Linked DNA regions of Mus musculus: regions 1 and 3 are each linked to region 2. The links are chromatin contacts, called in public HiChIP or PLAC-seq and promoter capture Hi-C maps. All regions are on one chromosome and are shown on one strand. The core of a region is the stretch at or near the end of the contact, and the rest is flanking DNA. Distances in the headings are between cores, read along the strand shown. Region 1 holds the start of Pax7 (paired box 7). Region 2 holds the start of Iffo2 (intermediate filament family orphan 2). Region 3 holds the start of Htr6 (5-hydroxytryptamine (serotonin) receptor 6).

What was found. Promoter capture Hi-C pulls out the DNA fragments that hold promoters and counts their contacts. HiChIP or PLAC-seq counts read pairs in DNA pulled down with a chosen protein or histone mark.
Region 1: a promoter capture Hi-C map of embryonic stem cells shows a contact between it and region 2, with 5 times the contacts expected there. The contact joins the promoter of Pax7 here to the promoter of Iffo2 in region 2. A contact is called at or near these places in 3 of 39 promoter capture datasets (the C10 cell line and embryonic stem cells), 6 of 484 Hi-C or Micro-C datasets (all in embryonic stem cells), 3 of 115 datasets of contacts at active chromatin or transcription factors (embryonic forebrain, embryonic stem cells and neural tube) and 2 of 9 other capture datasets (embryonic stem cells and liver).
Region 3: an HNF4G HiChIP or PLAC-seq map of pancreatic cancer cells shows a contact between it and region 2. The contact joins the promoter of Htr6 here to the promoter of Iffo2 in region 2. A contact is called at or near these places in 1 of 484 Hi-C or Micro-C datasets (the G1E-ER4 cell line) and 2 of 115 datasets of contacts at active chromatin or transcription factors (embryonic stem cells and pancreatic cancer cells).

What each region holds. Positions count from the first base shown.
Region 1 is chr4:139,831,636-139,834,335 of GRCm38.p6, forward strand. It overlaps Pax7 (paired box 7), which reads right to left and starts at 1,333. Exons shown (of 9, transcript NM_011039.2): 1 at 1,192-1,333. The coding sequence starts at 1,276. It overlaps Gm46873 (a long non-coding RNA gene), which reads left to right and starts at 1,833. Exons shown (of 3, transcript XR_001784470.2): 1 at 1,833-1,919.
Region 2 is chr4:139,573,442-139,576,141 of GRCm38.p6, forward strand. Iffo2 (intermediate filament family orphan 2) reads left to right here and starts at 1,279. Exons shown (of 9, transcript NM_001205173.1): 1 at 1,279-2,156. The coding sequence starts at 1,507.
Region 3 is chr4:139,074,269-139,076,968 of GRCm38.p6, forward strand. Htr6 (5-hydroxytryptamine (serotonin) receptor 6) reads right to left here and starts at 1,302. Exons shown (of 4, transcript NM_001377096.1): 1 at 1,165-1,302; 2 at 1-1,061. The coding sequence starts at 493.

The DNA.
Region 1 (2,700 bases), core at 83-2,582, 260 kb after region 2:
CTGCGTCATGTTGGGCAAATATTGTCCTAATCCTTTGCGCGTCCTTAGCCGCCTGTTTTGCTTGCATTCGTTCCAGGAGAGGACTCCGGCAAATCCCCGGCTGCCGCGCTCTCCCGCCTGCGTGGCCGCTCGCGCGCACTTGATCACGCAGCCCGCTCTCTTCGCCTCTGTCTAATTCGGGGACCCGGCGGCTTCTCGCTGCCCGAGGGAGGGGGCTCCCTCCCTAGATCGCCGGCTGCCAGACCGCCCCTTCTCGCCTTCTCTCCCCATCCTCCCGCACCCACAAGTGGGGCCCACACAATGACAAGAGGGGCGGCTAAAAAATAAAATTGGCACGCCGTTTCTAACTGCTCCTGAGACACCATGGGCTGTCTGAGCCGAGGAAACTAGAAGACCCTTCGGTGACTGGCTGAAAGCCTTCCATAGGTTTAAATAGAAAAGGGAGGGGGCGCGCAAAGGGGCCCTTTCTCCTCTCCCGGCCGATCGCCGCCGGCCGGTCCCCTCTGCATCCCCGAGTGGCTAGAGACTCAAAACAGTCCCCTGGATTGCTGTACCCTCTTTTGGTCTTGAGTTTCTTTCCCGGGACATTTGCAGACTTTAGAAAGACGTAGGGAAAAGTTATGTTTTTAATTTTTTTGTTTTTGTTTTTGCGGGAAATAAGGCACTATGCATTGTTTTTAATTAGTTTGTGTCGGGGCCGGGAAAAAAAAAAGCCAGTTAGTAAGTTGCTTGGGAGGAAGCGGACGGTCTGGTGGAGTGGAAATAGAGTGTCGCTTGTTGGTATTTCGAAATAAAAGGGGTTGGAGGGACCCCATCCCGACTTTGAGGGACCAATTCAAAACTAGGGAAGAAAGCCGGCGGCGCTGCGCAGAGACCCGGGAACTCTGTTGTGTCAGAGAAGAGTGGGAAACCCTGGAATTTACCGGAGCGCAAAACGGACCAGATGCGAATTCCCCGGGGAGTCGCATCCTGCGGCGAAAGGCCGGCAGCCGGTGACCCACGGAGCGCGGGCCGAGGGTCAGCGGAGTCCACGCAGAAACTGACAAGTGTCCGCTCTAGAAACTTCCCGTGTCCCACGCGGAGACTGGGACCCAGCAGAGCCCAGGAAGCCCCGCTGCTCGCTCCCCTGGAGGGTGCCATCTCCGAGGTCCTCCGGGGGACCCTGTAAAGGCCTCCTGCGCGCTCTCTTACCTTCCAGGGGGAAGCCGGTGCGCGGGTAGTTCTGCCCCGGGCCGGGTCTCATCATCCTGGGGACCGCGCCGGGCAGCGCCGCCATTCCTGCGCACGCTGGAGACGAATCCAGAGTCGGCTGGATAAACCTCTTGGCGTCTCTTCCTTTCACCCCTGCTGCGATCCTCCTCTCCTCTTCTTCCCTCCCCCCCCCACTAGCCTCTTCCCCCTCCCTTCTGCACCCCCCCCCACCCGGTTGCAGACGCGCCCCTTCCAGAAGCTGGGCGCGGGGGGGGGTGAGGTGGGGGCGGGAGGAGTGGAAGGTGGCGACAAGGAAGTTCAAACAAACAAACACTCCAACCCCAAGTCCGCCTCCACCCGCCGGGCTCGGCCAGAAGTTAAGCCGAATGACACCGGCTGCCGTGGGCCGAGCAGGCCGGGCTCCCTGTCCCCAGCTGCGCCTTGCGGGCCACCCGCTCCCGCGCTCCCGGCCGAAGTTCCTGAGCCCAGAGGTTGCGGAGTGGCTTTCTTTGGGTCTTTATTTATATATTTATTCTCTGGCTCGGACTCCCTCCTCCCCTCGATCCCTCCTCTCAGCGCCTCTTTCTGCTGGCCCTCACACCCTGTCCCCCGGAGGACTGGAACGGGGACGCGCTCCTGCTCGGGTTTCGGACTGGAGGGGAGGTGACCCGAGCGACAGGGTTGGGGAACACAAGAGGAAAAGCGAGGGGGCGCGAGCGATCAGCTGGGTAAGTTGTGCAAAAGTGCTCAACGGCAGGGAAGGGGAGGGAGCAGGCTGCAGCCAGAGAGATCTGATAGGTTCGGACTTTTCTTTTATTCATGAGCAGGAAAGGGGGCCAGTTCGGGAGGGAGAGGGGACCGATAACGAAAAGAAGTCTCCAACGAGTATTTTTTCCCCTTCCTTTTTAATCTCCAACTCGACCTCGTTCTTTTTTTTTCTTTTTCTTTCTTTCTTTTTTTCCTCAGGGGGTCGCGGGGGAGGGAGATAATTTGAAACTCTGAGTCCAGGGATGGCGTGGGCTGGGGGTGCTCTGAGGGAGGGAGAGGGTAACTTCTTTTAAGTGTTGTCCAGAGATGTGCTGGCAGGTCTGTGCTCCGGACGGCTTTCAGCTGTCTGCCCGCTGTGTAGGAAAGCCGGCCTTGGGCTGGGATCTTCTCTGTCCGCTCCGGCTATCTCTGGCCTCCTGGACTAGGGTCCACCGCACGTGTCCCTTCTCTTTTTAGTTCACTAGCTCTGAACATTCCTTGACAACTACTCCCTCCCTGGGCGGAACAGAGTAGGGTGACATCCCCGGAAGAATTTTGACTTCGCTGATACCTGTCAGGGCTTTACTGCTTGCGCCTGGCCTGGCCTGGCCTCCTGCAGCTCGGAGAAACGCAGCAAAATATACATCCCCAGAGATGCTGGCAAATCCGAGTCTGCCAAACCCTGGGGAATAACCTCTCCAGCTCCTCCTCCAGCTCCTAGGCCACCACCTTGGAGCCCTTTCTAGTGGACTCAGAATGTCC
Region 2 (2,700 bases), core at 29-2,528:
AGGTGGGGTCCTTCCCTTAGGAAGTTTGTGGTGAGGACCAAAGGCCAGCAGCTCGGAAGGCTGGGTAGAGTGTGTTTTGAGGTGGTGGTAAAGCTCAGGTCTCAGCGACCTTCTCTGTAAAATGAGGATAATACTTAAATAGGTGCCTGCTGTGAGCTAATGCTTGCAGTGGGTACAGGAGACACTTGGAGATCGCAGGGAATACTGGTTTTTAGGGTGGTAGGTGTGAAGGATAGATGGCTGAAAGGACGGAAGATGGATGGGTCCAAATAAGTGTCCTCCAAATAGGTGGTACTCCATATTGCAGCAAGGCATTCGGGAGAATTGATGGATAGACAGACCCTCTGCTCTCAGGGCTCAGCTACAGCGCCGACTGTGACAATGTGGTGATAGGTGACAGGAGATGGTTAGTCAGGGTTGTGAGGACAAGCATGTTGGGAGGCTCATTGCTTTCTCTTCCCCAGCTTGTCTCACATCCCCGCTTCTGGGTTTGCCGTGGACTAGCAGGCTCAAAGGCTGCGAGAAGCCCTGATCCTGCCTGGTAGGGGACAGGAAGGCGACCAAGGCCTCCGGAGGCTGGAGTAGGGGAGCTGGTTTTCATGCATCTTCGCACACTATGGTTGCCAGACCTTTGCAGGCCACAGTCACCCGCATGCCTGAGAATCTGGGGCAGGGAAATTTGGGACACGGAGGAAGGGCAAGCAGGTAGTCAAGCCCGCCTGGCACACTTGGTAGTGGAGGTCTCCACAGGCTGTCCACCTTTTCAAGAGGCTGCGGTGCCCGGCTCTGCCGCGTTCCCGGGTACAGTTTCGCATTCAGACTGCGTTAGATTATCTGAACCCCGCTAGGCCTGCAGCGCCGCACGCAGGCGAGGGTTTTCTGGGCCGTTGCTGGGCGGAGCTTGAGCTGTAGTCGAAAGGCTCCTCGCAGACGAGTGGCGCAGCTTGTGGGTGGGCGGAGCCCAAGGGCCGATAGGCGTGGCCGGGGCTGGAGACCTAGGAGCCGAGTCTCAGCGGGTGAAATCGCTGCAATGGGTTGAGGGGCGTGGCCTATGTCCGCAGAGGGCGGTCCAGGCTAGGGAGGAAGGCCTTCGCCTATAGAGGGCGGGCCGGGAAGGGCAGAGAGCAGCTAGGCAGGGGGTGTGGTCTGTGTCTGCAGAGGGCGGGCCCTGGAGGCGTGGTCTGTGCCTGCAGAGGGCGGGGCTCGCCGCAGAGGGGGCAGCGCCGGCTGAGAGTCCTCTGCGAGCCGCTGCTGCGGCCGGTCCACAGCAGCTCTGACAGTCGCGGCGCAGGCACCGGACCCCTCACCAGCCCCACGCAGCCACCGCGACCTCCAGCTCGTCCCACCATCTCTCCCGACGCAGCGGAGCCGCATCTGGCACCTAACACCACCCCGGCCGCTCTGGAGCCCGCGCCCGCCCTGGCCCGGCCGCGCCGGGAGCCCGGCCCCGAGCTGGAGCCGCATCTGGAGCCACGGGCCCGGGGCCCTGAGCCACGCAGCCGGCGCATGGTTAACTCGCTGCTGTTCGGAGAGATGGCCTTGGCCTTCGGCTGCCCGCCGGGGGGCGGCGGCTGCGCAGGCGGCGGCGGGGGTGGCGGGGCCGGGCCGGGGCCCTCGCCCGTAACGGCGGCGCTGCGGGACGATCTGGGTTCCAACATCCACCTCCTCAAGGGGCTCAACGTGCGTTTCCGCTGCTTCTTGGCCAAGGTGCACGAGCTGGAGCGGCGCAACCGGCTCCTGGAGAAACAGCTGGAGCAGCAGCAGAGCGAGCGCGATCGGCGGCTGCGCTACAAGACCTTCTCCCGCGAGCAGGCCGTGCAGACCGGGCCCGAGCTGCTGCGGCCGTCGGCTGCGGGAAGCGGGCAGGCCCTCGGCGCGGCCACCGGCGTCAACGCCAACGCGGTGGCCCTGGGCGGCCTGCCCCCCGGCGGCGGCTCGCACCCGCAGCACTACGGTCGCCTGCCCGGGACCATCTGGAGCTACACGCAGGTGCGGCGCACGGGAGGCGGTGGCGTGGAGACTGTGCAGGGCCCCGGCGTGTCGTGGGTACACCCGGACGGCGTAGGCGTGCAGATCGACACCATCACGCCAGAGATCCGCGCTCTCTACAACGTGCTGGCCAAGGTGAAGCGCGAGCGTGACGAGTACAAACGGAGGTGAGTGGACGCGCCCCTCCTCCGCCGCTCTCAGAACCGGCAGCAGGGCCTGGCATATGGGCTGCGAACTGCGGGAGGACTAGGTCATCTAAATCCGCGAACGAGCGCAGGGAGCGCGGGATACCTGGGCGCCGACCCCTGGGGCCAGGCACATTGTTTCCCAGGGACGTAATAACCAGCGGATTTGTGGTGATCTCATTCTGTCCACATGACAGTGCGGTGTGAGGCAGCCTTGTCCCCATACTGCAGATGAGGAAACTGAGGTGAAGAGGTACCAAGTGTCTTGCTCAAGGCAGCTTGGCTAATCCGCGGTGAAAGTCAAGACTTGATCCTTTGATGGAAGTCATGGCTGGTGTGTCTCCTAGCCTAGGTATTCCCCGAGATGTTGGTGGTAGATTCCCTTTCCCATAGCAGGTGTAAAGAAAACAGTCTCAACTAGCTCATTGTCATTTTTTTTTTGTCCTTGAATTTAATGAGCTCACGTGTGAAGATGGATGGCTCTGTCCCTAGGGCCCCGGGGTCGCCTATCTTGTTCCAGGTCTTT
Region 3 (2,700 bases), core at 52-2,551, 500 kb before region 2:
CCAGCAAGAGGGGCAGGAAGGAGGCCAGCGCGGCGAGGCTCCAGGCACCCAGGATGAGCGCCAGGGCACGCGGGGCTGTCATGCGCAGCTTGTAGCGCAGCGGCGAGAGGATGAGCAGGTAGCGGTCCAGGCTGATGAGGCAGAGGTTGAGAATGGAGGCGCTGCAGCACATCACGTCGAAGGCGGTCCAAAGCAGACAGAGGCCGCGAGCTAGCACCCAGCGCCCATACAGCGCGTTCAGCATGGCTGGGGGCATCACCACCAATCCCACCATCAGGTCCGACGTGAAGAGCGACACCAGGAAGAAGTTAGACGTGTTGCGCAGCGCGGGCTGCGTGCAGATGAGCGCGATCAGCAGCGAATTGGCGGCTGCCGTCAGCACGATGACCACGCACAGCGCAGCGGCCACCCAGCCGCTGCCCCCTGGGGCTGGCGGTGGCCCGGGGCCCCAGGCTGGGGTGCTACTGTTGACAGGGCCGGGCTCTGGAACCATGGGGACTAGGGTTGAGGACCAGGACAGGATATGGTGAATGCGGATACAGGGTGAAGCCAAAGGAAGAGAAAGCAAGATGGGTAAAAACTGCACCTCAGAGGAGTAGGTGGCAAAACAGGGTTCTTAGGTCACCGAGCAACCATTACAAGAGGTCGGGGAGAGATTGTAGGGGCGCCTCCTATGGCGGGGCCACCTGGAGTACTCGGGTAAGAAGTTTGGGGAGGGGTACCGATGCGCCGAGTCCATGAAAGTTGGGCTGGGGCTGGATGAGAGCCCTGGAATGGAATAGAGCCACCGGGGATGCCTAAGGATGGGGGTGGGGCTCCTGGCCAGAGGCACGGCTGGGGAGGTGGGAGCAGGAGGCGAACTCCCGCCTTCCGGTCGGGGCAGTCTCTCTGAGGAGGGTGGGCGTGTGAGTACGCTTGATCACGAGCTGTCGCGCGTGGGGGTCGCAATGGGGTGGCCCAAGAACAGGAGCGCAGCTCGGCGGCGGAAAGCAGGTCTCCTTTCTCCCCTAGGCACTGAAGGATCCCGGGTACCGGAGGCCGCGGACCGGGCCGGGCCAGACCTGGTGGGGGAGAGAGGGCTGGCAGAGGAGCGCAGCGCGGCGCGGCGCTCCGCCCTCCCGGCCGCGCCGGCTCGCCTGGCCGCCTCCCGCCCGCGCTCCCTACCTGGGCGCTCGCGGGTGATCCGCTGCCGGCGACTGCGGCAAGCGCCGCGGGGCTGGAGACTACAGGCAGCGGCTGGTGGCGCGGCGGGCATAGGGCTCCCGAGCCGGGGAGATGGTGCGCAGGAGCCCGCGACGCTTCAGCCACGCGCGGTCCCGGAGGCTCCGAGCGTGCGCCCCGCCCCGCCCCGCGGTGGGCGGGCAGAGTCGAGCCCCTCTTAGCTGGCGAGCGGGGTTGTGGTACCCTAGGCCTGGAGAAGGATGCTCCAAGCGCTCCCGGGCGCCCGCAGCCCCCACACCTTCGCCTGTGGCTCCCCTGCCCACATGTGGTGATGGCGCAGGCAGAAGTCAAGGAAGGGGGACGTGACCTGTATGTACCCGGAGACTGCTCCCCAATGGGGGTCGAGCCACTCACTGTAAGAATCACCGAGCTTTCAAGAGAAGTCAGCTGGGAAATACCGAGCAAGTCCTTTGAGATCCCTCTGAGCCTCAGCTGCTGGATCTATACAATGGGTAAATAATTTCTACCACACTTCACCTTTGGATCAACCCTGCCAGTTCTCTAACAACACTGAGTGATTTTGGTGAAGGTCCCCCTCCCTGACCTGTTGGCGCTCCAAGTCTCAGTGTGAGGGATTTGGGAATCTCCAAGCCATTGGAAGGGTAGTCACTGCAAACAGGGGTAGGGCCTAGCGCCTCCTAGTGATGACCAAGTTTTCTTCACACCTTGTAGGTACCAGGTACTGCTCTGGACCATCTATCTGGACACCACGACATTAGATGACGCTTCCCATCTGTGAACTTCCATTCTAGTGGAAGGAAATGGACAAGAAATGGGCAAAGGAAACGTAAAGTGGTCATTTCTATAGGAAAGGGGGGAGGAAGAAGAGGGAGGGGAGGAGGGAAAGGAGGAGGAGGAGAGAAAATGTACAGCAGTGTGAAGAGAACCTGACACGTATCTTTTTTGAAATGGAAATACCTCCCACTTAGAAGAGCCCACTGCGTTCATGGCCTTGGTTTGTCCTGGAATATCTCTACCCAGATTCCTACCCCCAACTATAAAGCCAGAATATACATGCCAGAAATATAAATACCAGGAAGAAGGTGTTACGCTGAGGCTCAGAGAGGTCAAGAGCCTCTACCGAGGTCTCCAGCACCAGGCAACCAAGGATCTGGTGGAACCGAGTTCCGCCAGGTGCTCAAGGCAGAAGGTGCTTAAGATGCCCGGTGTCCAAATCCGCAGATCAACGGTATCCACTCACACCCAAAGGTGGGTGAAGTCAGCCGCAGCACCCAAAAGACGGACCCTGTCTTTCACTCCACACTGTGAGGCCTGAGGAAACAGAAGGTCACCCCTGGATGGAGCGTCAGAGACCCACTTGCGATCCCAGCTCTGATGCTCAGTAGGTTCTGCGCATTCAGGGCCGGTGGCGGCTGATCCCTTGGCCTTCTTTTCTCTCCAGCCACAGTTAGCAGAATTCCGTGTCTGACTCACGGGGTGTCAGGGGAGATTAGATGACACTGTGTGCTCCAACAGCTT